2 separate regions of the Rattus norvegicus genome follow, and region 2 is linked to region 1. Evidence: chromatin contacts called from public HiChIP or PLAC-seq data. All regions are on one chromosome and are shown on one strand. Each heading gives the region's core, a stretch centred on a gene start, on an enhancer-like site or on the middle of the called end of the contact. The rest is flanking DNA. Distances are from core to core; before and after follow the strand shown.

The links. HiChIP or PLAC-seq counts read pairs in DNA pulled down with a chosen protein or histone mark.
Region 2: a contact with region 1 is called in an H3K27ac HiChIP or PLAC-seq map of oligodendrocytes, with 9 times the contacts expected there. The contact joins the enhancer-like site here to the promoter of Fryl in region 1. A contact is called at or near these places in 5 of 12 Hi-C or Micro-C datasets (the Rat2 cell line, Schwann cells, frontal cortex and 2 more) and 1 of 1 datasets of contacts at active chromatin or transcription factors (oligodendrocytes).

What each region holds. Positions count from the first base shown.
Region 1 is chr14:35,308,954-35,312,080 of GRCr8, forward strand. It overlaps Fryl (FRY like transcription coactivator), which reads left to right and starts at 1,703. Exons shown (of 63, transcript NM_001427275.1): 1 at 1,703-1,933. It overlaps LOC134481841 (a long non-coding RNA gene), which reads right to left and starts at 721. Exons shown (of 2, transcript XR_010057699.1): 1 at 583-721.
Region 2 is chr14:35,431,758-35,434,778 of GRCr8, forward strand. It overlaps Fryl (FRY like transcription coactivator), which reads left to right. Exons shown (of 63, transcript NM_001427275.1): 5 at 351-404. Among named protein-coding and RNA genes, the nearest start is that of Zar1, 120 kb to the right of the region's middle. Within about 2 kb of position 1,499, at least 9 of the 93 cell types and tissues checked have an H3K27ac peak or open chromatin away from gene starts, as enhancers often do.

The DNA.
Region 1 (3,127 bases), core at 453-2,952:
TATGAGACGTGAATAATGGAAGTTTAGGATATCCTTGGGGGGTGATCTTTGAAGAAATTCCCTTGCAGATATGGGAAAAAGGAATGACTTTATCTGGAGGAGTAGGTTGGATAGAGGGCTTAGTTAAAGGTAGTAATTGGATACTTGTATTTGTGAAGGCCTTAAAAAACAGCTAATTTCCCATCTCTTGTCTTGTTGTGTGACAATCGTGTGGGGCTGAGACTTTAGCTCACTGGTGGAGGACTTATCTTGAATGCATGAGTTCCTAAATTCAATCCCCACTACTGCAAAAAATGTACAAACAACTCAAAAGGACCTGAAAACCCCAACCACATCCTGCCTCTCTTACTGCTCCTCGACAGTAATAGCTCTCTGTCCCTGAGCTCAGGAAAACGCCTTATCTCTTAACTGTCTACGCTTATTTCTCTGAGCTGGACAGGCTTTTGGGGCGCCACTGGGCCCAGCCACTTTCTTGGCATTACTGGACTCCACTGGGTGACTGCACCCCATGTAATTATAAAGTACAGATGGTCTGACATCAAGAGTCTCAAAGACCATGGCAAAGAGGGAGAGAACACTTACTCGTTCTTTAATATTTCTCGGCGGGTCCCAAAGCCGTGATCACACTCAGTTTTTCTGGAAATAACCTTCGTATCCTACATCTGGGGTAGGAACCTGGTGATAAGCTAATGTAGATGCCTAGGCTGTCGCAGGATCCCTCCTCTTTACTGAGCAGGGTTCTGCCACTGTAAGGCTTCTCCTTGACAGACTTCTCCCTCTTCCTTTGGGTAGACGTCCCCCCCACCCCCAAAAAAAAGGTGCCACTGTCCTTCAAAGACTAGCTCTCTGGTGCCCGCATTTGTAGCAAGAGGGACTTTGAGAATATCAGCAGAAAGGACAATATGTTTAATCTTTCTAAAAAATTAACGTAGTCCCGCGCAAACGCCAGTACGACACACAGGACGTGACCTAAACGGAACTTCTATTGGGAAGGACTTAACGCTTTTCTGAATGTCCGATTGCAAGATAAACAAGGAAACCCCTAGGTTTGCCGACACCTTCGTAAACTCTTCCGGGTGCGCCAAGCCAGAAAGTCAAGGATGTGAGCAGAGTGGACAGGGAGTGTGAACTTGGTTAATTCTCAGGAGCCAGTACTAGGATTTCAGGTGTTCTCACTCCATTCACGAAACGGCAGGATTGGATTCTCAGGATCCCACAGCTGGTGTGATGTGCTTCTTATCTGAAGATTTTTGCATCCTTTCCATCTCCCTTTCCCGCCTTCCTCAGTATAGGTTGTTTGTGCTCGACCTCTACCAACATTTAAAGGGACAGAGGCTTGGAGGGTGGCAAAGTAAGGAAGACTTTGACTGTCTTTCAGCCGTCCAGGGAGAGTGATAATAGGTAAGGGGCGTGCAGACTTGCCCTTCCTTGTCCAATCAGGTGCACAGGAAGATGTCTTTCTACCAATAAAAATAAAGTTAGCTTTCCGGAGGCGGGAGGCTGAGCCGTGACTGCCAGTTCTCCAAAGCAACGTTGGAGGCGAGGACCGAGAGTGATTAGAGGTAGGTCCAACCCGGGGAAGGGGGCGGGGCGAAGGTGGGGAAACTCTGAGCGGCGGGGAGGCGGACCAGTGGAGGGCGAGGATCGCTGTTCCTGGTGTAGTCTCCCTCGCCAATCAGGAAGGCGAGTGGGTGGGCGGGGCAGGGAAGGGGTGGGCAGAGCTCGCAGCACCGCCGGGCGCCCGTCGGGCTCTGGGAGAGACAGAAATCCGGTTAAAATCAGAGTCGGAGGGAGGTTTAACCACGGATCGGTCCCGATCGGATTATTCCTTAAAGGGGACGCGCCATTGTCAAAGAGAACGGAGCCTGGGGCCCGAGGGCGGGGACCGGCGGCGCTTGGAGGAGCGAGGCAGCTGCACGGGACTGGGGACCTGGTAGGTGCTGTTTGGGGAAAGGCGCTTCATTTCACTTTCTCTTCCAGCGCCGGGGGCAGGCTCCGGGATGCCCGCCGACCGTCGGCGGTGGGATCCCAGGTCCCCGGCCCTGGCCCGGCTACCCATCTTGCTGCGAGCCGCGAGGGAGGCGGACCGGGATGGGCGGCTGCGGTGCCGGCTGGGGAGGCTCCTAACGGACGCCGGCGCGGTACTGAGCCGGGGTCAACCGAAAGCCCGTCGGAGCTGCGGCAGACCCGTGTGGAGCACCGCGCGCCCCGCTCTGCTGCGCGCCTCCTTCCCGGCCCGTGCCCGGCTCTACCCGCGCGCCCGGCTGCCCTGGTCGCGCGCCGTCGTCCCCACGCTCGCTCCGCTCTTCCCGCGCGCCCCGCTGCTCCGAGCGCGCGCCCTGCGCCGCTCGGCGCGCCGGCTCCGTTCGCACGCCGCGGGATTACCGAGGCCCGGGAACCGCCCGGCGAGGAAGCGGGCGGCGGGGCGGTGGCGGCAGGCGCTGCTGCAGCGTTGCTCATCCGACCCGGCTGAGGGTGCGGGCAGGCGGCCTCCGGAGGAGAGGCGACAGGCCCGCGCAGCGCGCCGAGGTTGCCGGCCGGGCCGGGCATTGTCCGCGATCCTCCGCCGCGTCTCTCCACCCACTGCTTGCGGTGCTGGGAGGGGTACGGACCTGGGCGCAGAGCCCACTCCGCCTGAAGCGGCGGCGCACCCCCGGTCCCGCGTCTTCCGGAGCCGGGGTCGGCCCGGCGGACGCCACAGTCACCGCCCGCGGCCCGGCCTGTTCAGCCCGGGCCACCGGCTTCGCGGACACCGGCGCTGGCTCCTTGTGGGCCGGAGCTCTGTCGTGCAACTTTTCTTTGCGTTGTGATGGGAGTTGTTGCTTCCGGGCGGCAGGTTGTCCCGGCCCGGTCGAGCCTCGTTTCTTGCGTCTGCAGAGGCCGATATCTAAGGCGACCTGGGGCCTGAATGCTTTCGGTCTTTACTACCGGTCCAGCTTTGTTCCTCACTACCTACAATCGCTTTTCTTGTGGACTTTCGAGGATATGGGACCACTAAGTCCCAGTCTACGGTTTTAATAAAAGAATAAATGGATGGGGGACTGGCTGAGGGGGCTAGCGCTTCAGACAGAGCTAAATGTGCTTTAACCTTTGAACTAGGGAAACTATTACCCGGACTCTACGACAG
Region 2 (3,021 bases), core at 249-2,748, 120 kb after region 1:
CCACCATGTGGTTGCTGGGATTTGAACTCAGGACCTCTGGAAGAGTTGTCGGTGCTCTTAACTGCTGAGCCATCTCTCCAGCCCGAACTTTAATTTCTTAATCTAAGAATCATCATTAATAGAGCCATTCTATTTAGAGAGTAGCTGGGAAGTCCCTTGCATGGGAGTGGTTTGAATCCTGTGTTGTGTTGAGGGCAAGGTGGAGACTTACCTTTCTTTAAAGCAACCAGCCTGTAAAAAAAAAATAAAATTAAAGCAAAATGAACTGTAAGTCTAAGCTGTTGATAACATGGCAGTCCTCTAATGTTTTGTTTTAAGCTGTATTTTTATTATTATTATTACCACCACAGGAAAAGCTGTTATCCAGATCTCTTCAGAGGGGTGAAGATCTGCAGTTTGACCAGGTATTGTAATTTGGGGGAAGAATCTTCTTTGAAGAACTATGTCTGTTCTAATAATCTAGTTCACACGTGTTCACCATTGAGAAAGTCCTCAGTTTTGTGTAATACTCCTGTATGTTCCTATATGGTAGATTCTTCTTCATGGAGCAATGGTCGCCATTAATTTTTGCTTAGTCAGCTCTTTAAGATCTCCTGTGGGGCCTCCCTCCTTCTTTCTTTTTTTTCCCCCTTTTCGTTGCTAATGTCTTTAATATGCTTTGGAAAGTTTTCCCAGGAAGCTAACTAAATCCTTTTATCTCATCCTATGTACCAGTTTGTTTCTACTATTCATTCATTCATTCATTCATTCATTCATTCATTCATTCATTCATTCATTCGGGACAGGGTCTCATTGTGTAGGCCAGATAAGCCTCGAACTCTCAGCCATCCAACTGCCCCTGCTTTCCAAATGCTGGGATTACAGATGTGCAGCACCATTCCTAGCCTGGAATCTAGAATTTTTACATTATGTTTTCTTACTTTAAAACAATTTAACGTTACTTTTTAACTTTTAGCACATTTCTTGGAAACCTTTATATAGAATTTCAGCATCTAAAGTCTGTTCTTTTATTTTTTTTTTCTCTTTGCTGGGATTAAATGTTGGGTCACACCCCCTTGTATCATAACCATTTTATTACATAATGATAATTTCAAATAACAATCTAGCATCACTAATATTTATGGGCCTGTTTATTCTGAGTACTGTCTCTATACAATGGTGAACATGGCTGCCTTCCAGAGTAGTGTGTCTAGGAAAAGGAAGAGAATGCTCACCGTAACGTAGATCAGCTGGTCAGATAAAGCACACTGCCTAAGACTGCTGGCTCATCAGATGCCCGTGCTGCCGAAGCTCACTAGTGTTTCCAAATCTTCGTTGCCAAGAGAGAGTTCTGCAATAGAGCACCAGGGTTTACAAACCACTGTCTAGGATCTGGCGTTCTGTATACGCCAAGTGGGTAGACTCTGGTCTACAAAGAAACCTCAGGCAGGAAGGTACCTCCAGGTCACTCAGTTCTTTTCAAGGGGTTCTCCACTATAGAAGTAGTGAGACCGATACAGCATCTGGCTTCATTGGCGAGTGTACGCCGTTCTCAGGAAAGTTTCCTTTCTTTTTGTTTTAAATGTAAATGCTCATTTAAAACAGCAAGTGGCTGCTAGGTGGTTTGCTGACAGAAAGATGCATTGTGTTGTCTGAACTGTTTTATTATATGTTTAGCCGAGCAGTCAGTGCTTTATTCTTCTTTCCTAGATACTAAATGGAGTTTTGTTTGGGGCACACTACTCATCTTCTTAAAACGTAATTTTTAAGCACATTGAACAATACAATTAAGATCTTGTTTTGAATTCCCAGTGTCATAGAGCATATCAAATTAGAATAATCTGTAATAAATTGTGCCCAGAGAAAGTTAGAAATCACGACGCAGCTACAAGGCCCAAATAATGAAACAGAATTGTGCAGTTAATAGTTTGTTTCTTTTCCCGGCTAAACTCAATTTTGAAGTTTATAAAGAGCATGAAACACCACGGGATTAATTTGATTTCTAGAGATGTCGATTTATCTGCATTAAAAGATATTTCCCGTGGTCACAGAACTGAACAAAGCCCTTGACAGTTCCGCAGCCCGCATGTTTTAGATAAATCAACAATGGAGCATTGACTATATGCTGTTTTAGTTTTGGAGGCAGCGTGTTGAATCAGATGTAGAGAATACCGGAAGGAAGAGCATGTTCTTGGAATCTTCGATGATATACGACCCTGGGGCTACTCGTCGTAGCTAGTCTAGGAAAGTTGGGTTTATTCAAAAGAGGAAGCAATTGGTGTTTATCTTGAATTTGGTGCTAGTCAGCTTTCTGCGACTGTGGCCAGGAATCGGAGATAATTAGCTCAGATGGAAGAATGGTTTGTTTGGGCTCAAGGTGCCAGAGGTTACAGTTATGCTCGCTTGATCCCTTTGCATCCTGCCTATGGAGGCACACGCAGTACATGCTGGTGGTAGCTTGCTGTGGCTAATAAGCAGGGAGAAACCGGAGTGACCTAGACTCCCAGCATTCCTTTCAAGGGACCGCCCCACCAGGTGACCCACTTCCTGCCAGGCTCCACCTCTCAAAAATCCGAAATCTCCAATACCAGCACCTGCTAGACAGACACACAGCCCTCAGCCGGACACACAGCCCTCAGGGACACTGCAGATGTGAACCCATGCGTCCAGACAGCATCAAGGATCACTTCAATATACCATCCCTGTGTCATTAAAAGTTTGTTTTCGACATGGCTCCACCATGTGGATAACAGAGTAACTACAGTTCCCCTGTATCATAGAGAAACATGGTGGATGGAGCCTTTCCCTCCATCCTCCTCTTTGTCTGTAGGGAATCTTCTCCATCAGAAACTTGGTAGTGCTCTGGAATCTTGTTCATAGAAGCATTGACAAGCTGGCGGGGCAGGAATAGAGAGGATTTGAAGAAGGTGTCAGTAGGACGCTTATGGAAAAAAAAACAAACCAAAACCCAGAGGTTCACCCACATAGCTCACTGCTCTTCAGAGATAGCCACGGATGTAATCGGGTGTAGCAGACAAACTT